Linked DNA regions of Mus musculus: all the other regions are linked to region 2. The links are chromatin contacts, called in public HiCAR-type, HiChIP or PLAC-seq and promoter capture Hi-C maps. All regions are on one chromosome and are shown on one strand. The core of a region is the stretch at or near the end of the contact, and the rest is flanking DNA. Distances in the headings are between cores, read along the strand shown.

Region 1 (3,080 bases), core at 233-2,732, 1.7 Mb after region 2:
AACGATCTATACATACAAATGTATGTTATTTTAAACAAACACCCAGCTCTCTGAGGCTGTCACATGCGCTCTAGCCACTGGCTTATGAATGCTTACTCCTTATTTATCTCAGAACTGATCTCAAAATGCTGGCCCATGAGACGATTTTTCTAAAGCGATGAGCTTGGTTTTTGGAGAAATGGGACAGAATTAAAGTATCATCATCCTACCCATAATTTGGGTCATGTATTATAAAACTACTGTAGTTACATGTGCCTGTGTGTGCTGTGTCCAGTAGCTGTGTTTGCTATGGCAGGGAAACCGTCTTTCTTATCATTCCACCACACCGAATTCAACCTGGTATCACGGTTGTAATTCAATCATACCTTTGCAGTCACCAAGGACCCTCTGTAAGGAAACAAAAGCCGCACTTGCTAATCTACTGGCTTAGATACACGTTCTGAGAAAGACAAGTCTATGACCTGTTTCTTATTCTCCATTTGCATTACCCGTTGTTTTAACTGTAGTTTGGGTAGAAACAGACTCTGTCTGGTTTCAAACCATTTAAATTCAACCCTACCTGATTTTCTCTTACCTTCACTGTGTCTAAGTGCCCAGGTCCACCATACTCAAGGTTCTTAAAGATCGAGGTCACAGCATCGGTCTATAATATATAATACAACTACCCTGCAAGTAGCTTAAGAGCTAGGTTTTTCTGCTTCAGCAATAACACCAAAAATTGGTTCCTTAGTTGCCAAATAATCAAATCAGTTATAATTTTTGGTTTTTAAATATCGGTTCTTTCTTTTTGTATTTCACTATGATGTATCTGGCCCTCTTCTCAACTCTGCTGTGTTGTGTTGAGGTTTTGGGGATATCTCGCCTGAAGTCTTCTTATTAGTGGGTGGCACCCAGCAACGCGGAAGTCAGATTAATTCTCCAGGAGTTCCGCACCCATTAAGAACTGCACTCAGAGACTTAGAGGACAGAGAAACAAGCTGGTTCCTGGCAAGCTCTCGCCTGCTAATTTAATTATCTCAGGCCCATTGGCCCAAGTGGCTCATTCCCGAGAGGGCAACATCTGCGCCAAGTGAGGTCAATTCACTCGTGAGGCTGGGGCGCCACAGGTGCCAGATGACAAATCTAGGGCTCTGCTTCAATCCCTCTCACCCGGGTCACCGTGGGTGTGTCTCCACCTGGGGCGCCCACGCGGACTCGAGCGCTGCTCGCCCGAAGCCCCACACGCCGGGCCGCAGCCAGATACGCTCACAGGCCCCGCCACGCGAGCCCCGCTCCGCGCAGGCCGCTCAGGGTCACCCAGCGGGCGGCGGGTCGCACCCTGATGCATGCCTACCTTCCAGGTGCCCAGGCCCAGGGTGGGCATCTTGGTGCCGTTGTTGAGTTCCAGATGGCTGGCCATGATCGCTGCACGTTACAAACCCGGACCGGCAAATGTGCAGCGCTGGCTCGGGCGCGCACCTTTAAATAGCCCCAACGGCCTGTAGAAAGAACGCCTGCCATTGGTTGCACGGCTGAGAGACGGATCCTTCTGATTGGTCGATGCCGCGGTTCTGAAGGGGTCGGCGAGGATGCTTCTTTCCCTAGGTCCTAGCGGCACGGAATTCTCCAGCTGCTCTGCTTGCGCCCCACGTGGCAGTGTTTGCCCGCTGTTGTAGCACCAGACGGAAAGCTCTGAAAATAACCAGCAGACTAGAGATAAGGAGACTGGGGAGAAGTTTTGGTTTCGTTTTCGAGCCCAGAAGAAGACGTCTGTGTCTTTTCTAATCTCAGAATGACACTCTTCTGGAATCTTACACATCTTGCTTTGAATCTGATGGAGCAGATAGGCGTCAGGTGTATTTAAGAGCGTTCCCCCCCCCCCTTAGATTAAAAGTTAAATTTCAGGTGTACTTAAGCACTCCCATCCCCGCTATTAAAATGATTGCAACCGGTTTTGCAGAGAACTACGAAATACCCGTTTGTAGTACCTTTCTACCACTACCGGTGTCTGAACATGTTTAGTCTGGTTCAACAAGACTTGATGCAAAAATCCATAACCGTTAAGCTATGATCTCCCATAAGTTTCATCTCTGGATCACACATAAGTGATTTTGGAAAGTAAGACTCTTAAGCGGAAGGTTCCAGTATAATAAGTTGGCTAAACTCTGGAGGAAAAGTGAAAAGTCAGAGAACAAAAAAGTGAACAATCCCATAGTAGGAAAAGTCCATTCTCATACAGCAATGATTCCATGTTAGGGGGTACGAAATAAATCAGTTGTATTAGGTAGAAAAACAAAAGACTTTTCCTAAAATAATCTGAGTTGCCCCAAGAACTATGACGGCAATTTTGGCACTCGTCCAACACCCCTCTGAGTGATGGTCTGTTTCATTCCAGTCTCCTTCTGCTGGGTCATGCTCCAGTTGCCCCCTGATTACGCAACAGGGACAACTGCATCTGCAAGGTAATGAGTCAGGAACCCCACCTCTCTAAATCCCATTCTGGTGATTTTCCAGTCGGTGCCCTCTTAAAAAGTGGCACTTCTCCACTCCCACCCCAGGGAAAATTTATAAAGAACAGATATTTTCCACTTGAGTTTTATTAACAAAACCAATCCCCACAACTGGTGGCATGTGGAAATTCTGGTGTACTTTTTCTCTAATTAATAGTATTTGAATTTGAGTCTAGTTCTGGGGATTTGGTTTGTGTAAGATAACAGGTGACCTGACGCCCACCACTTGTCCTCTGTGAAATCCCTCTTGGCATAGAGACTTCTCTGCCTTTTGAACCTCCTGGGTCCAAACACAAAGAGCTGATTGATGTCTTGTGAAGTGATGCTCTTGCTCTGTGTGGCAGCTCACATCTCTTTACTTGACATTAAGAAAATAAAGGGGAAAGGACCGAGATGTTGTAGTCAACCTGGTTGCTAAACGAGATCCTTTCTCAAAAGATAAAAGAGGCCTTACCACCACCACCGAAGTGTGCGTCTTTACTGACAGGTGGCATCACAGAGGAGTCATCACCAGCTAGGGAAATGCACTACGTAGCAAAAGCTTTGTTATTGCAAAATAAACTAAGTATGTTTGACCCTCTAAAACACAGT
Region 2 (3,095 bases), core at 534-3,033:
GGATAAGGAAGTGAGGGGTTGGCCGCAAACATGTGTCCCTTAAGCCCTGTCTCCTTGTTGTCTACCGGTGACTGGCAACATGAATAAGGTCTGATCCTCCTTAAAGGACCGCAGCATCCTCCCTAGACAAGGAACACTCCTCTAGCTTTGATGTTAAAGCCCCTCCCTGACTGAAATCCCGGCGCATTCCGGGGAAGCAGTGCCACGCTTCGGAAAGGCGTGTGTGCTGCCTTTACTGGGGAATCGCAGAGTCTGTTCCATATGCGCCGCCCTACAGAACTGCAGCCCCAGTTGCCTATGTGGCCTCCTCCCAGGCACCGGATCACCAAGATCTCCAGTTCTCTGCCCTTTAAATATCTCTCTGCCTTTCTCCTATTTAAAAGCAAAAAATCTCCGGGTGTCCAAAAAGCTAAGGGGCACAATTGCACTGGGCGGGTCTCATAAGACCTCCCATGACTTCTCCTGTCTTATAAAAACCAGTTAGGAAATGAAAGGAGCTAGAAACAGCAAAATCGTTCCCTCATCCTACCAGGCTGGATAGGAGAGTCAGTCATTTACTGAATCCCACCCTGAAAGTCCTGGGGAAGAGAAGTCTAGGTCCGGAGAGGAGAAGAACACGGGAAATCCCTGCTCCGGCTGCGATGCACCTACGCGGGTGTCCAGGTGGGACGTGGGCAGGTGCGTGAGCGCAGTGTGTGCCTGTGTGTGAGTATGTGTGTGTGCGCGCACGCGATTTGTGTTTTGCGTGTGTGTGTGTGTGTGTGTGTGTGTGTGTGTGTGTGTGCGTGTGTGTGTGTAGTGGGCTGCCTCAGAGCAGGCGAGGACTCCGGGACCGGACTCGCCACCTCCGCCCGCTCTGCCCAGCTGGCCCTGTGCCCGGCCGGCGGCTCCTTACCTGGAAGCGCGGCGTTTCCCTCCTTCAGCCCCAGCGCCGCATTGACACTGCAGATGGTGCCTGTACCGCTGCCTCTCGCCCTCCTCTGAACGTGTGCGTGTGCGCGCGTGTGGCTGCCTCCTCCAGCCCCAGCCCCGAACGCAAATACTCCACCGAGGCACGGGGAAGCCACGAGCAGCAGAGAAAAACGGAGGGGGCCAAATCAGAGCCTGCCGGGCTTGACAGCTCCTCTTGCAGCGTCCAAGGTGGGCGTAATGTCCAACAAAAAGGTCAGGAAATGAAGATCAATTCCAAGCACCCCTAGCTTCCATCCAGCCCCGGAGCCCAAGCAGCGACAGCGGTGGCTCTCAGGGGCTGCGGCGGCGACGCGGGGCTGCCCCCCTTCGTCCCCACCCCCGCGGGCTGAATGTCCTTGATGCCAAGCGGGCACGGCGGCGTCACTCCGCGCCGCCCATGCTAGCCGGGTCGGGCCGCTGCCCGGGCGCGGCGGCGAGTACGTTGGGGACCCGCCGGGGAGCGCTCTCCGATCCTCTGCGCGCCTCCCTGGGCAGTGACGGCCACCCCCTGGCAGCCCGGGGCTGGCTGCGCCGCTGTCGCCCCCAACCCTGGCCGGGGACTAGCCGGGCAGTGCCCAGGGGCCGGGGCTGGGGGGCCTCGGAAGCCGCCGGCAGCTCCCCGGGGAGGCGCGGAGCTGCGGTGGTAGCAGCGACGGCGGCGGCTAGCGCTGCGGCGGCCAAGAGCGCGGCCGTAGTCCAAGCCGAGCCTCCCAGGCGCGTCCCCGGCCCCCCGGGCGGGCTGCTCGCAAAGTTTGCAGGGGGCAGGGAGCGGGGCCGCCGCTGGCTCGGCCGCCGCCGGAGCTCCCGGGCTGCCTGCTGCCGCCGCGGCTCGCTGCTGCTGTGCATTGAAGCCCGGCCAAGCGCTGCAAAAACTCCAGCTGCCTGGCGCTCTCTGGGTCCTCCTCTCCTCCCTCCCGCCCTCCCTGCTTCCCTTCCTCCCTCCCTCTCCTCGCCTCCTCCCCTCCCCGCCGCCCGCGGCCCGCCGCCGCCGCCGCCGCTGCCGCCGCCGCCGCCGCTCCCTCTCTGGCTCGCTAGCTGGCTCGGAGCTCGCGACTGACATCTAGACCAAGGTAGAGCGGCCGGCAGAGGGGGCAGGGGGCGCTTCCCCGCACGCTGCCGCCACTGGCCCGCCTGCTCTTCCCCAGTGTGGACGTTTGCAGACACCCCCTGGGTCTTCTTGGCTTCCTCGAGTCACCCTGGCGGTGGAGACACAGGGCAGAGTGGTGCATATATGGTGCCACCAAGTGCACTTGGATCGGGGCATACTCCCAAGCAGGCATGTGGTGCAGGCGGTCAGAGGCACTTCTGGGTGTTCCTAACAGACACCAGCCAAACATACATCCATTCCTAACCTAGAATCCCTGTCCAGCCCCACCAACCAAGGTAATCCTACACAGAGCACTAGAGGATGCCCAAACCCAAGGTTTCTTCTAGTCCTAGGACAGAAATGAATGGCCAATGCCACAGAGCTTGTTAGGTAACCTGATCTGTCCAGAGGCTGACCTTGCTTCACTGTCTCTGAAGCCCTAGGTCCTGGGCCATGTCCTAAACATAACCCAGACATTGCCAACATCAGAATAGTTTCAGAAGCCCAAAGGAAGAAATCCAGAGGTTGCTTAAATTGAGAGAGCATCTGGCAGGCAGGGAAATAGGTGAGGCTGCACTATCTAGAATATCTCTACAAAGACCCCCTCCAGTTAATGAGCCCAACGACCAAAATAAATAAATAAAAATAAAACAATTTTCAAAAGGATGCCCACCTATTTGTCTACCCAACTCTGCATGCTAAGTTCAAGGAAATGGCTCTGTCAGCCAAGTTCAGTAAGACTAGCCATTCATCAAAGAAAGACCTCTCCAGGAGCTTATGGTTTGGGGTTCCTGACCCACTCTCCCATGACACTTTCTTCAACCTCAGTCACTTCCTGCGCATAACTGTCCCTCCCACCAAAACCTCTCAGAATCTGCTTACTAGGAAAAGGTTGACAGTGGTATAAATTCCTTCCCCTTCTTATAGGGGTAATGTTTTCACAAACATCAAAGTTATACCCTCGGTAGACTTTCGAGGTGACAAGTTGGACAAGCTTCCGGGCAGGTAGCACACTTGGGTCGGGTTGGACTTACCACCCAGGACCTTGTTGAAAGTG
Region 3 (3,145 bases), core at 508-3,007, 1.6 Mb after region 2:
CTAGGATGGCGCATTCATATACAAAGTGATGACAGCACACACAAGCTCTGTGCGCACTCCCACTGCCATGTGCCACCCAGGCTGTTGGCATGGAGAATTTGTTTTAGTCCCTTCTCAGGCTTCTTACAAGGGCAGAGAGGCCCCCCAAACCTCCTTTCCATGCTGTGTTAGAGCTGGGGTTCCAGATGCAATCTAGACGTGCTAGTGAGCTACACTCGCCTGTGTAATAGGGAAGTAGATGGAAGCCTCTGCTTGCACTGCAGTGGGATGCCAGGTCAGTCCGAGGAAAATGCATGTTATCCTTCAACTCCCTGTCTCCATGATGGGTCTTCATGTCAGAGGTGGTAGACAATGTGTGATTTAGTAATCATGTCTTTCCTTCCTATCCATCATGACTAGGGTGATTTGTCTCCGAATCAATCGTCTAAAGGTGGCCCCTTATTTCTGCCCACCCAGTGACTTTCAGGGGTACCTGAGGTGCTAGCATTCATTTCTCAGCGAATGCGGTTCTGCTGCCTGGGTTGGGTCCTAGCTGACACTGCGCATGTGCTCCTGTGTACACATGCACACATCTTCTAAGGTCTGACAAACACTTTGCTCTGTTATTTCTTTAAATGTAGGAAGTTTATATTGATCATCTGCTGAGTGGTAGAACTCACTAAGTGCTGTCAGGCATCAACATGAAAAAAAAAAAAAAGGTTTCTCTATTGATCCTTAGGAAAATAGTCTCCATTATGGGACTACCACTCACCCACGCCATCACACAAAACCAATGCCTAAACAGTTGCTGTGTTGTGTGGTATTAAATACCATCGTCAGCACTGGTCAGTCAAGAGCCTGGGCAGAGTGGAGGTGCTTCCTTCATCTAAGGCATACAGGTAAGGAAGGAGAGAGAAATGGTGAACAGAATGAACGTCTGTCAGGGAAAGCAAGCCAGTAAGCAGCATCCCTCCGTGGCTTCTGCATCAGCTCCTGCCTCCAGGTTCCAGCGCTGCTTGAGTTCCTGTCCTGCCTTCCTCCAATGATGGATTGTGACCTGGAAATGTAGGCCAACTAATCCCCTTTCTCCCCAATTTACTCTTTGGTCATGCAGCCATAAAACCCTGACTAAGACAAGCATAAAGAGCAAGCAGGGTTATTATCCTGGTGGCTCTGGTTTCTGCCACAGTACGTTCCTCTGCTAAGGCCACGCCCATCCACATGGGATTTCTCTATGGACGCCACTTTAGAATGTGCCCCATGTGCCTCATGTGCCCTGCCATGATTCTGATTGACAGCAAATATAAGCTGCTATATTCAAATTTCCTCCGTGAAGAACCTGTAACGGTTCCCTGTTGTTTAATAAAGGCCAAGTCCAAATTTATTTCAATAATGTATAAAAAATTCAATTGAGAAAATAAATCCACATTATATGACTTGCAGATTATCATGCAGCCGCTGCCAGCAGCCATAAGCACGGTGGGAATGATAAGCCTGAGATTGGACATCGGGCTCCTTCAAGGTGGCACATGGATAGTCTCTCTTTGGTTTCATTCAATCATCTGCTTCCAAGCCTGCTATTTCCAGAGGATGCTTCCTGCTCCTTTCTTCCTTCTCATTTCCACCTCCCCGCTTTCCTTTTCCCTCTCGAAATATACAAGTGAACACAGAAGGCAGAAGCCTGACCCTGTATGAAAAATAAGCAGGAGAAAGGACCGAGACACTTTGTAACTATTACCCAGCCTCTGACTAGGCAGTGTCAGGTGATTGTGACTCATGTGGAGCACAGGAAGCCAGAGTGGGGAGGAGGGTGGGAGAGAGGCCCAGAGTCCATGCTTGGCATGGCTGGACTTTCATGTATTCCCCTTTTCTTCCAAATGAAAGGCCAGTGATTGTCAGTTCTTTGTGGGCTAATTCCAAACAACAGCTGTGCTGTTAGTTACCTTTCTTGTCGCTGTAACAGAGTGCCAGATAGAGCCACTTAGAAGAGGAGGGACTTATTTGGGGCTCATAGTTGGAAAGGATCTGTCACTACAGGCAAGGCATGGCGTATCCAAGCTTCCACAACATGGAATATGGAGCTTGGATACATTGTGTTATCTGGCCACTATATAGACACCTAATGGTGGAGCCCATAACAATACAGGATGCCTCTTAGATACATTGTGTTATCTGACCAGAAAGCAGAAAGCTGGAGCCAGAAGCAGGGCAGGTTACAACTCTCAAGCCCTTCTGTAATAGCCTGCTCTTGCCAGCCAGGCTTCCTACCCCAAAGACTCCAGGCTTCCCAAAGCAGCACCAGCAACCACGTGTTCAAGTACAGGGGAGTCTGTGGGGGACATTTTACAGCTAACGGATAGCACACACTTGTGGAGACTTAAAGTGAGTTTTACTAGTGGCGTCACAGAAAATGGTCACAGTAGACTTGGTTTCCAAACAACAAAGTTCAGCCAAGGTTGGCAGCCAAGGAAAGAATGGACACGAAAGCTGACGCCCCGCCCCTCCTTGTGTCCTGTGACAGTCCTGCTGAGTGCCTGCTTCTCCCCGGAGTAGGCCGAGGAGCGGAATTTATTACACAAAGCTGCACTGGGGCTGGAGCGCACAGCAGAAACTGTTTCTTTTTCTTTAAGTGTCAAGACTGTTGCTTATTTTTCAGGTAAATGTTTTAAGAGAAGCCAGATAAAGTTACCTGAGTATATTTCTTTTTTGAGAAGTATTATTATTATGTACTGTCATGATTTTATATTTTTCATTAATTCATTTTTTGGGGACAATTTCAGTATATATATATATACCCGACACACACACACCACACACACACACACACACACACACACACACACACACACACACACACAGGTTACATAAACCCTCCAGCTGTTCTTCTCCTCTTTCCATCCCCATTACCTCCTCTTGTCCCTCCACGCCCCTCCCACCAGCATATCTTTCTGTTTTGATTCTAACTTTGTCACCCAGGTAAGGACTATTCTTCCCAAGGCCTTTGCTAGATGTTATACTTCCAAGACAGTTCTCCCTTATCACTGACCAAGTATGACTGAAACCTTTATCTGACATTTGTGCACAAGGCAAAGTGAATAACCCTTTCCTGCTTATCTTTTCTCCTCCACATATGTGCCCGCTGCCTACCGTGATGTTTCATATTCAA
Region 4 (3,002 bases), core at 82-2,581, 1.6 Mb after region 2:
AAATAGACTTGAAACAGTCTGCACGACCATATCTTTGGGTAGTTATCCTAAGGCAGAGGTTCTCAACCTGTGGAACATGACCCCTTTGGGGATTGTATAGTCTATATTTTGCATAAAAGATACTTACCTTATGATTCATAACAGTAAAAAAAACTACAAGAAGGTTGAACAGCATATGAGATGCATTCAGATTTTGGTTGAAATTTATTTAATGATTAGGAGGATTAAACATCTGTTCATTTACTTATGAATCAAATATTGGTCACATACAGAAATATCTGTTCAAATTGTTCTTTGACTTTACATTTAGAAGCACAGTAAAGAACAAATTCTTTAGGTTGATGGTGTCTGAACTCTGATTAGTCTCTAAGCAGCAGAACTAAAAGGAGCAGGAGGCCGTCTCAGAACACCCTTCACTTGACACTTGCCCTAGTGTGTTAACCTTTTATGTTGATGAATCTTCTTATTTTTTCTTTGCTAAAAAAAAATCATAAATTTGCTCATAATTCAACAGTGCAAAGTCAAAAAGACATAAAAATGTAATAGGTTTGTCTTAGGGTTTTACTGCTGGGAGCAGACACCATGACCAAGGCAAGTCTTATAAACAACATTTAATTGGGGCTGGCTTACAGGTTCAGAGGTTCAGTCCATCATCATCAAGGTGCAAGCATGGCAGCATCCAGGCAGGCATGGTGCAGGCAGAGCTGAGTTCTACATCTTCATCTGAAGGCTGCTAGGAGAAGACTGGCTTCCAGGCAGCTAGGATTGGGGATCTTAAAGCCCATGTCCCAGAAACACACCTACTCCAACACATCTCCAAATAGTGCCACTCCCTGGGCCAAGCATATTCAAACCATGACAAGGTTAAAATTGTAAGCCCTTCCCTTGAAACTCAACAACTCAACTAACTACCTTCCTTACATACTTCTGCCGTTCCTGAGTTTTGTGCATTTCTCTCATTAGCTAATAGGCAGAGATACATTTTTTAAACACAAATATTTTTCCTTAATCTGTCTTGGAAACTGTTCCATATTAGCCTGGTGATGGTTCCATATTAGCCTGGTGATGGTGCCACCAGCTCCTTTGGCTTTCTAGACATCATCTTACCGTGTAGCCTTAGCTGGAACTTGCTGTGTGAACCAGACTAGGCTTGAATTGCAGCAAATCTTCTGGCAAGCCTCCTACCGACCTCTGTCTGCTGTGTGCTGGGATAACGGATGTGAGCCACCACACCAGGTCCCGCGTTTCTCTTCTTAACATCTGAAAGTGTTCGGTTCGTGGACGTGGCATCTTCTATTCAGCCACATCCAAGGTCTATTCTCTTGGATGTTTAGGCTCCCCAGTGTCTTGCCATAATGAATGCCAATATGTTGAATAGCACTGTATTCTTAAGCAAACTAAATGGGTGTGTCACCAGAAAATTTGGAGAATCCCAACTCAGCCTCCAAATGATACCAGGAAAGTGAGGGTCCCTTTTTGAGATTCTTAGTCTCATTAGTAACAGAGTTTAAGAATAGACTCTAATGGAAGATTGAGCCCAATTTATTAGAGTCTAAAAGGAAAAGCCTAGAGCAGGTAAACTGTCAATCTCACAGTTGCCTAGAGGTGGGGGGAGGGAGGGGAACGGAGGCATAGTATGGAAAAGAGAAGGAAAACAACAACAACCATATTGTTTGAAAAGAGGGGAACAGAGGTCAGTCACATGGTTGGAGGGGAGCTTTAGAGAAAGAGTAAGGAAGCCCAGAGTTGTGGAAAGCCGGTACGTGCTGCGAGCAATCGCATGTGTGCCGCCAGTAATCTCTGAGGAGAGCTGTGTGTGCCGCGAGCAATCGCCATTATAAGATGGCGTGGGCCTCCGCTGTGCCTAACTAGTAAACAAGCTTTGTACGCAGGTGCAAGAGTGAATTCACTCCTAGTCACTCCCATTCTCGGGGTGTAATAGTGGGGTGATGGGCAAGCAACGAATCGGGAGCTGTCACGCCATATCAGGTGCTGAAACGTCACGCTGCGGGTTATAAAAGCAGCGCCATTTTCCCGGTTCGGAATCTTCCTGAGAAGCAAGCAATAAAGCTTTTGCCGCGGAAGATTCTGGTTTGTTGCGTCTTTCTTGCCGGTCGAGCGGGACGCAATACAGAGTATTGAGGAGACCACAGTGGGCTCTGACCAGCATCCGAAAGAAAAAGACAGACGAGATGGGTGGGGTGGGGGAAGTGGGGATGGGAGTGGGGTGCAGACCCACAGGAACCTCACAGGGGCTCACAGGGTTGCCCCTAGTGTGGCAAAAATTCTGGGAAGAAAATCTATGTTATCCTCAGAGGAACCCTCCCACCTAGGGGGCGTTTCTGCCTTGTTAGATTAACTGGAGAAAAGGTCACTCCTCCACCTAGAGATAGAGTCCCGTGTTTTATTACAGCAGGGAGACAGCAAGCCATTTGTTAGCGGTAAAGCTAAGCGAAGTTAATCACCTCACCTATGTTTGTGTTCCTCACAAGTGTTAATAGCATTAATTCTCTCTCCTCTCTCCCTGCCCTTCTCCCTCTCCCTCTTCCCCTCACCCCCGTATGTGTGTGTGTCTGTGTGTATACATGTGTGGGCATATGGTGTGTGTGAGTGCACACATGTACCGCGGCATACTTGTGGAGGTCAGTGGCCAGCTCCAGGTGCCTGGATTCCACCTTGCTTGAAACACAGTCTCTTGTTCCCGCTCTGCAGGCCTGGCTAGCTGGCCTGAGTTTTGGTGGAGTCTTACTCTGTCTCTCATCCCTCAGTAGGAGGATGCTGGGAATGTGTGCTACCTTGTCTGTTTTTTTCCATGGGTTCTGGACATTGGAACTCAGGTCGTCATACAGGCATGGTAAACACTCTGCCCACAGAGCCATCTTCCCAGGCCAGCAATAACTTTCAAAGATTCTCAAGGCCAAGTGTAAGGGAGTAGATACTTTACCCAAGACAGGAGTGGTGGCAGCTGCCTTTGACCCCAGCACTCAGCAGGCAGAGGCAGG
Region 5 (2,904 bases), core at 311-2,810, 1.4 Mb after region 2:
ATGTGACCTTGGGACACAGAACAAGCATCTGAATGCACAGTTCACGAGACCAACTCCAACAAATAAACTCTCCCCAGCCTGTTTCATTCTAGTCCTTGTAGGGCAAACATGTTTTTCATGTTTTGAAATTATTCTTTGACAGATCCTAACTCTACCATCAAACATTTTTCTCAGTAGATTGCCGTTAGCAAAGTTCCCTCTGCTACAAATGCTGATTAAGTTATTGAAGACACACATAGGGTTTGCGTTTTTATAATTTCTGCAAGAGCAGAGCGAACACTCTAGTCTTCTTAGTTAGGTGGATCCAGACCCTAAGGCAATGAGGTTGGAGAGAAATCCCTTGTCAAAATCGGTACCCACTAGGAAAAGAAATAACAGGCAAGGCAAACCTAGCAGAGAGATACTTTCATTGCGCCCTTTCCAGTTACGAGCCGCAAGATAATGAAGGAAGGTAATTCTGAAAGCTTTATGTCAGTTTTAATGGTCCCTCAAGCACTAAGAAAGATAATAGTCAATGGATGGTGTCCATAAGAATTTTTTCTCCTTTTCCCCTGACAGCCATTGATAGGATCATTTTGTATTTGTAATGGCTGTCACTGAAGCATGGAGAAATGGCCCAGTAAGGCCAGAGGATGAAGACAACTTCCCTGTCAGGATCTCTGTTGTCATTGCTATGGCAATAATAGTTGCTACAGTTCTCGTTCTGTTTTTCTATAGCATGTCTATTTTGTGGAGCTTAAGGCTATAGGATTTGGGTTTCATAAAATCACACTAGCAGAATGCCATGCCTTTTCTAATCCTTCAAGAAGAACATTTGATAAAACTATTCAGCAGGATGAAAATAATTACAGATGCAGGTCACTTGACTAATTATTGATGGAATACTAACCTCTTCACAGGGGTTCAGATACACTACAATTAGTTTGATTTATTTTCCTTTTCTCTCCTCCCTTTCCCTTCCTTCCCTTCCCCAATCTGCCCCTCTGGTCCCACTGCTAGCTTTTTTCTTCCCAAGGACCAGACTCAGAGTTGGACAGGTATGTAAATTAACTACAAATGAGCTCTTAAAATCCTTTGGTAGTTTCTCTTCATTATCTACAATGAAAGGAAAAGGAGAGGAGTCAGGTCTTTTCAATCTTCTATGTCACGGCCTCATCTCCTCCCACGGCGCTGTGCATAGTGTTAAATTTCATCTTTACTAGCTTTCCGACCGACAGAATTAGGGATGTCAAATGCTTCCAAAGTTCGATGGTGTGAATGAAGCCAGACTGGAGATGCTTGTGTGAATGTTATCAAATGTGAGGTGAACAAGCTCAAAGAAGGACAGGCAGCAAGAAGACAAAGAAAGTGGGTGGAGAAAAGGGATTAAAAGTACATGCAAAAAGGAACAACACTAGCCACTGAACGTAAAGAGGAAAATAAAAGAAGCAGCAGAACGCTGCAAAAGTGAACGCCAATGGAGACCTTGACAGAATGTGCAAGTACGGAAGCTTGGACTACAGCCCCCCAGAGTTCCTTGCAGCGCCGCGGGCCATGACGTCAGTCTCCTAGGCAACGCGTATAAACAAGATGGCGGCCTTCGAGCGAAATCCCTCGAGATGGAAAGGCACCCGTTTCAGGCGGGGTTTGGGCGCCTCTCGCATTGCAGCCCAGGCGATACTGTCGCTCACAGAAAAACAAAGTCAGGGCCGTTGGCCTTCTTTCCCCCTGGGTCTGAAGTCAAAAGGGACTTTCAGAAGCGCCTCCTCTTACCTCCTCCACCAGCTCATCCACCGCTCTCATGAGGCAGAAGCGGAGCAAGAAGAGAAGCAACAGGAGGACGGAGAATCTGAAGAGTCAGAGGAGTCCGAAATGCAGAATTTGGAGGTGTGCCTCCCCCCCTCCCCAACCCGCACCCCAGTCTCAGGCATCCTCCAGCCGCTCAACCTGGCTGCCTCAGCGGCAGCTTGCTTCTGCCTTCTCTAGCCCTGGGCTCAGCCCACTCCACTCTAGCCAGAGGGCAAGGGCTTTTCTTTGCTGCTTATTTTTATTCCCCCATTTCTCGTGTGCTTCACCTCCTGTCTTGGAGAAAGGGGGTGAAACCCTCCAAATATTTACTTTCTTTTCCTAGTTTCTTATCTGTCAGATTACACACTGTTATAACGGGGGGAAAAAAATCAGTGTACCAGTATGGGTTTAATGCTTTCAAAATTACGCATTGACAAAATTATGCGGGCCATTCATCTTCTTCCTTCCTCCAGGGTGGTTTAAAAAAAAATCCCAATGCTCTGCTGAAGACGAAATAATGTATACGTTTTATATGTTACTTCTGCTCGGGGTATTTGTGTGCCTATTTAAGCACTCCCACTCTTTCTGGTTAGAAGGGAGCCACAGCATGATCAGAGAGAGCCAGCTCACCCCTAGTTGGCAGAGTTTGGCTTATGGGGAGCGTTCCCAACGCTCTTAACTATTTTCCTAATCTCCTGATTCCACTTCCCTTCCCCACTTGACTGTATTCCCACACACCGACTGTCCTTCCTCATCCCTTCGCTTCCTTCCACCTTGCATTCCCTTACTCCTAGTATTGGCTTCTATTTATTGTGCTTTTTCAAAATCGTAGGTTGATCTGTTTCCCTCTCATACCCAGTTAGGCTTTTCTCTCTGTCATAGCTACTCAGAACCAACATCTTTCTTGATTTCACTTCTTGCCTTTTTTCGCTGCTCCCCCTTCTTTTCCCTCAGCTTCTTCACAAGCCACCTTTCTCCCCCTGTCAAACATGGCTCCTGGTTTGCCTTCTTTCTTGTCCTTCCTGCCTCTGACCTCCCGTTACTCCACTTCTGCCCTCCTTTCCCTGGGCTCTTGTCTCTAATGCCCTTTCCTGCACTTGGAATATTTGGCCTATTTCCCCCCTCATCCCTCTTTTT
Region 6 (3,096 bases), core at 266-2,765, 1.7 Mb after region 2:
ACAGAAAGTTTGGATATATGAAATGAAGGTCTTGTCAGACGACATTATTTGTGGCCTTATGTGAATTAGTGCCTTAGCCAGTGCTGTATCCCAGAAGCCTGAAGGAGAATTCTGCTGTCCCCAGCGGCGCTGGAGGGATGACACTTTTACACCAGCCACGCGGCTGTTTGTTTGGATCTCGCCACACTCCTCTGCAGCATTTCATTGTCATGGACATCATGTAGCAGCGAGGCAGCTGAGAGATGGAAATGAGCTCCCAATTTGTCTTTGGAAATTTTTCTCCATTATGAGACTAGAAAGATTAAAGGGATAATAACACCTTATACCCATATCATGCTTCCCTCCCAGCAAAGAGCTTTCATATGCACATTATCTTATTTGAGCCTCGCAATAGTCCTGTGGGATAGTTATAATTGGAATTATTATTCATTTGAGGGGTAAAAAAAGTCTCTATAACTATGGAAACTTATGCCTTTTCCTTACTCATTTTTTAAACCACTAACCTTTCCATTGTCTCAAAATCCTAGAAGGGGGCCAGAGAGGTGGCCCAGCAGGTAGGAGTGCATGCTGGTCTTGCAGAGGATCTGAGTTCACAGCAACTCATATCTCCTGTGACTTTAGTACCGGAGGAATATCAACACCTCTGACCTCCGTGAGCATCTTCACCTATACACACATACCCAAACCTGTGTGCGTATGACAGTTGAAAGGAAAAACAACTTTGTAAAACTTTGGAGGTTTTGGAGGTCTGGGTGGTGGCTCAGCAGCTAAGAGCGCTTACTGTCATTGCAGAGGATCTGGGGTTAGTTCCTAACACTCATATGGTGGCTCACAACTGTCTATGGCTCAAATTCCAGGGTATCTGATGCCCTCCTTGGCTGGCCTCCATGGGCTCTTGCATAAACTCATACAAGCACGTGAGATAAACAATTTCTTAAAATCCAAGAAGGGTATATGAAGCACAGTGATAAGCAGAGAATTCCCGCGCTCAAGGTCAGCTATTTTCTAACAATTTCCCATCTCTGAATTTAGGATGCAAGCGTTAAGACATTGGTATTAGACTGCTGCCAAGCAGAGGCACACAGAAACTGTCCATTTCAGTGCAGCTTGTTTGGGGGTGGTTTAAAAAAAAAAAGAAGACGAAGTAAACTAAAATCATAGATTGTGCACAGCTAGCCGCCCAGTGGGTTACTATAAACTAGGCACAGGGCTAACAAACACTAGGGAGAAATGGCCACATTTGATGAGGGTTCAGGGGAGCCCAGTTGCAGCAGGCTTTCCCAGAAGAGGCACTGGGAGAGCCTAATCCTCGATGGATCCCCTCGAGCAGGTGGAAATGTATCAATGGGACTCGGGCCTGATGTTAATCCTGAGCCTACTGCGCTCCATGCAAGTAAGCTAAAATGAGGGCTGAAACATTCACTGTGTTGCTGTTGCATCCAGATCAGCATTTAGTTCCCAGGCTGCTCCTTCGATGCCAGCCAGCCAACTGAACAGCCTGCTTTTTCTGTGGTCTGTTTTCTAACAGTGTATTGTGTTCTCAGTGTGTGTACTGAATTCGGTAGGACTGGATTAGAATAATGTCTGACTGCAGCTCTCCTTGCAGGAAGAGAGTCCTCCAACTGAGCTCTCCCAGGGTCTTGGGGAGGGAGCCTCTGCTGTGCTCCCTTCTGCACCAACTCAGCCATCCTATGTGCACCCAGGTGATGCATAAGCTGCTCCCAAGAGAAGCAGCAGGCCTTTGAACGAGGTAGTTCTTTTCATAGTTGTTTGTCATGTGTTTTCGTTCCCCTCCTGGGTGGAGTATTACTAACAGGATTAATAAACAAAAAATATCAATACCGTGAATACTGACACATAGATTCTCTAGGAGTGTGATTTATCACTGGCCTTGGGAAGCAAAGTCATGTGACATACCCTTTCATGCTGCCAAGAAGAAAGCAATGTTTTGTGCACATCTGGGGCTCCCATCATCACTTTTTAGGGGTGCAGATGAAGGAGGAGGTGCTAATTCTGGGAGCTTACGTAAACTCCATAGCACCAGTAGCACTTGACATAGGATTTTCTGATCAGGCTGGGTCTTAGAGCTTTTCTCTCTTGTGTAGAGCTGACATTTGAAGGTGCACTTGTTCCACTGCTGGAGAAGTCATTAGCTGAAACTTTAAAGTGAAATTTCCTCCAAAAAGATAAGGATCTTTTTACAGATTTTCAGAGTGTCTAGAGAGATGCCTAAACTCTAAGTACCTGTTTGGAAGTGTGGGGTTGGAATTTGTAAAGTGTGGGGGTTAGATAGGAAGAGGTGATAATTTGAAATAACTGTGGCAGTCCCTTATGCAACAATTTTGGGTGGATGGGGTACGTTTCCAGATTTGACTGTTTTGAGGAATTATTTGTTAAGCGGCATGAATGCATGCACATCTTGTGTGGGAGAGTCAGTCCTTGAAGCATCCTGGGGTCCAGAAGAGACCCTCTGGATAGCAGTTAAGATCTCAACTCCTAGCTTTGAAACTATCATTTCCATGACCATGGGTGTCTTAGTTAGGACTTTATTGTTGTGAAGAGACACCATGACCAAGGCAACTCTTATAAAAAAGAAACATTTAATTGGGGCTGGCTTATGGTTTCAGAGGTTTAGTCTTATCATTGTGGTGGGAAGCATGACAGTATGCAGGCAGACGTGGTTCTGGGAGAGCGAAGACTTTTACATCTTGATCCACATGTGTCAGAAGGGGACTGGGAGCCACACTGGAAGTACTTGAACATAGGAGACCTCAAAGCCTGCCCCTATAGTGACACATTTCCTCCAACAAGGCCACAGCTAATCCAACAAAGCCCTACTTCCTAATAGTGCCACCCCTATGGGCCAAGCACTCAAACACATATGTCTATGGGACCTTTTCAATCCACCACAATGGGTAAGTCATCTATTGTTTCTGTCCCTCTTTTTCCTTATTGATCAAATGAAAAGACAAGAGATTTGTGATAGACATTTTCTCTCCCTCCATGATGCAGATATAGGCCAGATTAGACCAGATTAAAAGTAAATAAAGACAGGTTTATTAGGAAGTGACTCTCCGATGGGTTCACCAATCTCAC
Region 7 (2,935 bases), core at 74-2,573, 1.8 Mb after region 2:
TTTTCTTTCTAGAGGACATGCATTAGTTTTATAATATCAATAAAGTAAAAGTCAAGAACATTTACATATGATTCTTGAAAAACTATAAACATGGAGGTGAGAATGTATTATTCTATAAATGACTGAAAATTGCCATTTTGAAAAAAAATCAATTTTGACCTATACCTTGTGTGATAAACTGAAATAAACTTCATTTGAGTCTATATTCCTACTTCTAAAGATCTATCCCCAGGGAATGAGGCCCAATGCTTCACTGCAATGATATTTCTTGAAATATTATTTATACACAATAGAAACCAGCTGGAAATCAGCAAGAGACCTAAGAATAGTGGAAATGGTAGAATAAATTACCATAAAATAGAATGCAACGTTAAAATGTTTAACATAAAGGCAATTTTGAAATGACTCACTATAAACGTGTAGAAAAGCTAGCCTTGTGGTGTCAGCTTTGGAAAATGTGGTGCGGTGCATAGAAGCTGACACAGGCTGAGAAGAGCCCAGGAAACTGCACCGGGCAATGGCATCCGAGTGACAGAAAAGGATGTTTATGCTCGCATCTTTCTTTTTCATGCTGTCCTTAGTGAAACAGAATATAATCACAAAAGTCTGGTTTTTAAATGTAAGCAAAAAAAATGTAAAAGCTCACTATAATTATACAGTTAGACAACTTGTCAAATTTCAAATTCAGAGAGAGGGGGGATAGAGAGAGAGAGAGGGAGAGGGAGAGAGAAAGAATATTATCAAAGAAAGGTCTTAGTGGTTAACAGGGGAAATTTGCTTTTCACAATCTTCCATCAATTAGATGAGTAAAACTTAAACAAACAAACAAACAAAAAGAGGGTCAGAAAACACTCTCTCCTCTCCCGTTCCCTCCCCTCTCTCCCCTCCCCCCTCCTCTGCAAGCGCCCCTGTCATTGATCTTTTGTGATCAGCAACAGTTAGCTCAAAATAATTTATGCAGCCTCCCATTTTGCCTCTGAAAACTTTTACTTGCCTCAACCTCATGGAATACCTACAGGCTCCACCGTTCTCCACACACTGTGGAAACCCATACATATTCTCCACACACTGTGGAAACCCAAACATAGCTAGCAATATAGCTCGAAGGATCTTTCACCCCATGCGCCTAAGGCTCATACACCTCTAAGTAGCTCTACAAAGTAATTTATATTCTGCATCAGGGAGATTTCCCTCTGGTTTATGACTAATCTTTACTCACACTCTTAAAAGCTTACAAAAGACTGGGATGAACTTCCGGTTCATTGCGGGAGGGGGGGCGGGGGCGGGAGGGGTCTGGGCGTGGCGCTTGCAGTAAGAGCCGGCCTCTTCATCCAGGACGTTAAAGCCTCCATCTGTCTCATTAACAAGGACACAGACATCTGCTCTCAGCAAGATTTTGGCAGCAACCATGGCCACGTTCGTGGAACTCAGTACCAAAGCCAAGATGCCCATTGTGGGCCTGGGCACCTGGAAGGTGAGTGCGCAGTCTTGGGCACCTGGTCTTGGCATTTCCTCTTCTTTTTATGACATCTACTGGGAGTTTGGAACCCTAGAGACAGAACACAAGTTGGTTTTGCCTTTTGTGCTGTTTCAGACCTCAAAGCTCTGACAGACTTTTTCCAGCAGAGATATCCCTGTGAAGTGTCAGGTTTCAAGTTTTCCCGAACTTGCCAGTTACCCTCTTAACAAGCTTTCTTCTGAACTCATGAGACACTTAAAGTTTTATAAGTTTTGGCTGGTTTGAAGCAGGGCAGTGGTGGTGCATGCCTTTAATCCCAGAAGTTGGGAGGTAGAGGCTGGCGAATTTCTGAATTTGAGGCCAGAGGCCAGCCTGGTCTACAGAGTGAGTTCCAGGACAGCCAGGGCTGAGTTATTCAGTGGCAGGACACCAAAAGCTCCAAATGACCTAGCTCTGTTTGGTGGGGGAAAGACTCTGCAGCTTGTGGCCTGGAAGCCTGGGGGAAAGGTGGAGTCTCAGACCCTAGCACAGGCTACTGGCACCTGCACCTTACCAAGACACTACACCATTTTCTGAGCACATCAAACTAAGCAGGAAGATGACAGAGCCTGAGCTCAGATCCTGCCTGGCAGTGTGCTCTCCTGGAAGAATGCTCCAAGGCCCTTCCCACTTCTGTTGAGACAAGTCTGACATTGTTCCATCTCCTAACTTTGTCCTTGGGTTTATTTCCTTTCGTGATAACAGGACAGTGGTCAGCTAGTTTCCAGGAGCTGTCTCTATTTGATTTCTGGCGACTGGGAGTTACACTTCAGTTTAGGCTGCCCTAGAACTTATTCTATAGCTTGGGTTGGCCTTGAACTTGCAATCCTCCGGCCTCAGCTTCTAGAGGTTATCACAGGTGTGAGCCACCTCCAGGAGGAGTTGTTTTTGGAGTCCGAGTCTCTTGTCCTGGTGGCTTAGCCTCTGTCTCTCGCTTAGCCTCTGTCTCTCGATCTTTGCACTGTCTTTTTCTTCTGATCATGGGACAGAGGTGGGGCCTCTCTTTGATTCAGCACTGGGTTTAAAACCTCGAATTTGCTCCAAATTAGACATTTCACTTTCTACCAAGCTGTCAAGCACTCTGACCAGAAGTAACCCACAGAAATCCAAAGATTAGACCGAGCGCTTGACAAGGGAGTTGTTGTCAAGATAAGGAGGTGGTATCATAGAGGGAGAGTCTGCTCTTATCTGAAGGAATGCTGGCAGGCAAGATTCTATTGGAAGGCCCAGGTACTTCTGAACCGCTAGGGGTCACTTCTGATCCCAGGGAAGCAGGCTATCTCTCTGGAGCTTTTCTGTGTTTGATGCTTAACCAAGATATTTCTAGATTTGGTGAAAGAAGAGTAGTTTTTTGTTCGGCTGGTTGTTTTGGTGATGAAAGGCTTTTTCGTATTTATGTTTTATTTTGGGGACAGCTATGTGCCCCAAGCTAGCCTC

What was found. Promoter capture Hi-C pulls out the DNA fragments that hold promoters and counts their contacts. HiCAR-type assays count read pairs that join an accessible place to other places. HiChIP or PLAC-seq counts read pairs in DNA pulled down with a chosen protein or histone mark.
Region 1: a promoter capture Hi-C map of embryonic stem cells shows a contact between it and region 2, with 5 times the contacts expected there. The contact joins the promoter of Akr1b3 here to the promoter of Plxna4 in region 2. A contact is called at or near these places in 1 of 39 promoter capture datasets (embryonic stem cells) and 1 of 115 datasets of contacts at active chromatin or transcription factors (embryonic forebrain).
Region 3: a contact with region 2 is called in an HNF4G HiChIP or PLAC-seq map of pancreatic cancer cells. The contact joins the enhancer-like site here to the promoter of Plxna4 in region 2. A contact is called at or near these places in 14 of 39 promoter capture datasets (the 3T3-L1 cell line, 3T3-L1-derived adipocytes, the C10 cell line and 10 more), 1 of 15 datasets of contacts at CTCF or cohesin (embryonic stem cells), 1 of 484 Hi-C or Micro-C datasets (the N1E-115 cell line), 9 of 115 datasets of contacts at active chromatin or transcription factors (astrocytes, embryonic forebrain, embryonic hindbrain and 6 more) and 1 of 9 other capture datasets (embryonic stem cells).
Region 4: a HiCAR-type map of embryonic stem cells shows a contact between it and region 2, with 7 times the contacts expected there. The contact joins the enhancer-like site here to the promoter of Plxna4 in region 2. A contact is called at or near these places in 9 of 39 promoter capture datasets (the 3T3-L1 cell line, 3T3-L1-derived adipocytes, the C10 cell line and 6 more), 4 of 484 Hi-C or Micro-C datasets (the N1E-115 cell line, cerebral cortex and cortical neurons), 4 of 115 datasets of contacts at active chromatin or transcription factors (embryonic forebrain, embryonic stem cells, forebrain and 1 more) and 1 of 9 other capture datasets (embryonic stem cells).
Region 5: a promoter capture Hi-C map of hippocampal neurons shows a contact between it and region 2, with 11 times the contacts expected there. The contact joins the promoter of Lrguk here to the promoter of Plxna4 in region 2. A contact is called at or near these places in 12 of 39 promoter capture datasets (the 3T3-L1 cell line, 3T3-L1-derived adipocytes, the HPC-7 cell line and 7 more), 8 of 484 Hi-C or Micro-C datasets (B cells, the N1E-115 cell line, cerebellum and 3 more), 9 of 115 datasets of contacts at active chromatin or transcription factors (SST interneurons, astrocytes, embryonic forebrain and 6 more) and 2 of 9 other capture datasets (adipose tissue and embryonic stem cells).
Region 6: a contact with region 2 is called in a promoter capture Hi-C map of hippocampal neurons, with 11 times the contacts expected there. The contact joins the enhancer-like site here to the promoter of Plxna4 in region 2. A contact is called at or near these places in 15 of 39 promoter capture datasets (the 3T3-L1 cell line, 3T3-L1-derived adipocytes, the HPC-7 cell line and 10 more), 1 of 15 datasets of contacts at CTCF or cohesin (stem cell-derived epiblast-like cells), 8 of 484 Hi-C or Micro-C datasets (the N1E-115 cell line, adipose-derived mesenchymal stem cells, cardiomyocytes and 5 more), 6 of 115 datasets of contacts at active chromatin or transcription factors (astrocytes, embryonic forebrain, embryonic hindbrain and 3 more) and 2 of 9 other capture datasets (embryonic stem cells and liver).
Region 7: a contact with region 2 is called in an H3K4me3 HiChIP or PLAC-seq map of embryonic forebrain, with 5 times the contacts expected there. The contact joins the promoter of Akr1b8 here to the promoter of Plxna4 in region 2. A contact is called at or near these places in 3 of 39 promoter capture datasets (the 3T3-L1 cell line, the C10 cell line and hippocampal neurons), 1 of 484 Hi-C or Micro-C datasets (the N1E-115 cell line), 1 of 115 datasets of contacts at active chromatin or transcription factors (embryonic forebrain) and 1 of 9 other capture datasets (adipose tissue).

Annotation. Positions count from the first base shown.
Region 1 is chr6:34,316,007-34,319,086 of GRCm38.p6, forward strand. It overlaps Akr1b3 (aldo-keto reductase family 1, member B3 (aldose reductase)), which reads right to left and starts at 1,483. Exons shown (of 10, transcript NM_009658.3): 1 at 1,334-1,483. The coding sequence starts at 1,399.
Region 2 is chr6:32,586,409-32,589,503 of GRCm38.p6, forward strand. It overlaps Plxna4 (plexin A4), which reads right to left and starts at 1,784. Exons shown (of 32, transcript NM_175750.3): 1 at 896-1,784.
Region 3 is chr6:34,232,869-34,236,013 of GRCm38.p6, forward strand. No RefSeq gene overlaps it. Among named protein-coding and RNA genes, the nearest start is that of Gm32533, 37 kb to the left of the region's middle. Within about 2 kb of position 1,758, at least 42 of the 459 cell types and tissues checked have an H3K27ac peak or open chromatin away from gene starts, as enhancers often do. A contact at or near this core is called in the HPC-7 cell line, astrocytes and pancreatic cancer cells, where this site is marked.
Region 4 is chr6:34,190,295-34,193,296 of GRCm38.p6, forward strand. No RefSeq gene overlaps it. Among named protein-coding and RNA genes, the nearest start is that of Gm32533, 5.4 kb to the right of the region's middle. Within about 2 kb of position 1,332, at least 11 of the 459 cell types and tissues checked have an H3K27ac peak or open chromatin away from gene starts, as enhancers often do. A contact at or near this core is called in embryonic stem cells, where this site is marked.
Region 5 is chr6:34,027,888-34,030,791 of GRCm38.p6, forward strand. Lrguk (leucine-rich repeats and guanylate kinase domain containing) reads left to right here and starts at 1,561. Exons shown (of 20, transcript NM_028886.1): 1 at 1,561-1,866. The coding sequence starts at 1,570. It overlaps Gm38786 (a long non-coding RNA gene), which reads right to left and starts at 1,837. Exons shown (of 4, transcript XR_868961.1): 1 at 1,753-1,837.
Region 6 is chr6:34,269,451-34,272,546 of GRCm38.p6, forward strand. No RefSeq gene overlaps it. Among named protein-coding and RNA genes, the nearest start is that of Akr1b3, 46 kb to the right of the region's middle. Within about 2 kb of position 1,516, at least 20 of the 459 cell types and tissues checked have an H3K27ac peak or open chromatin away from gene starts, as enhancers often do. A contact at or near this core is called in astrocytes, cerebral cortex, forebrain and 1 more, where this site is marked.
Region 7 is chr6:34,352,823-34,355,757 of GRCm38.p6, forward strand. Akr1b8 (aldo-keto reductase family 1, member B8) reads left to right here and starts at 1,324. Exons shown (of 10, transcript NM_008012.2): 1 at 1,324-1,474. The coding sequence starts at 1,409.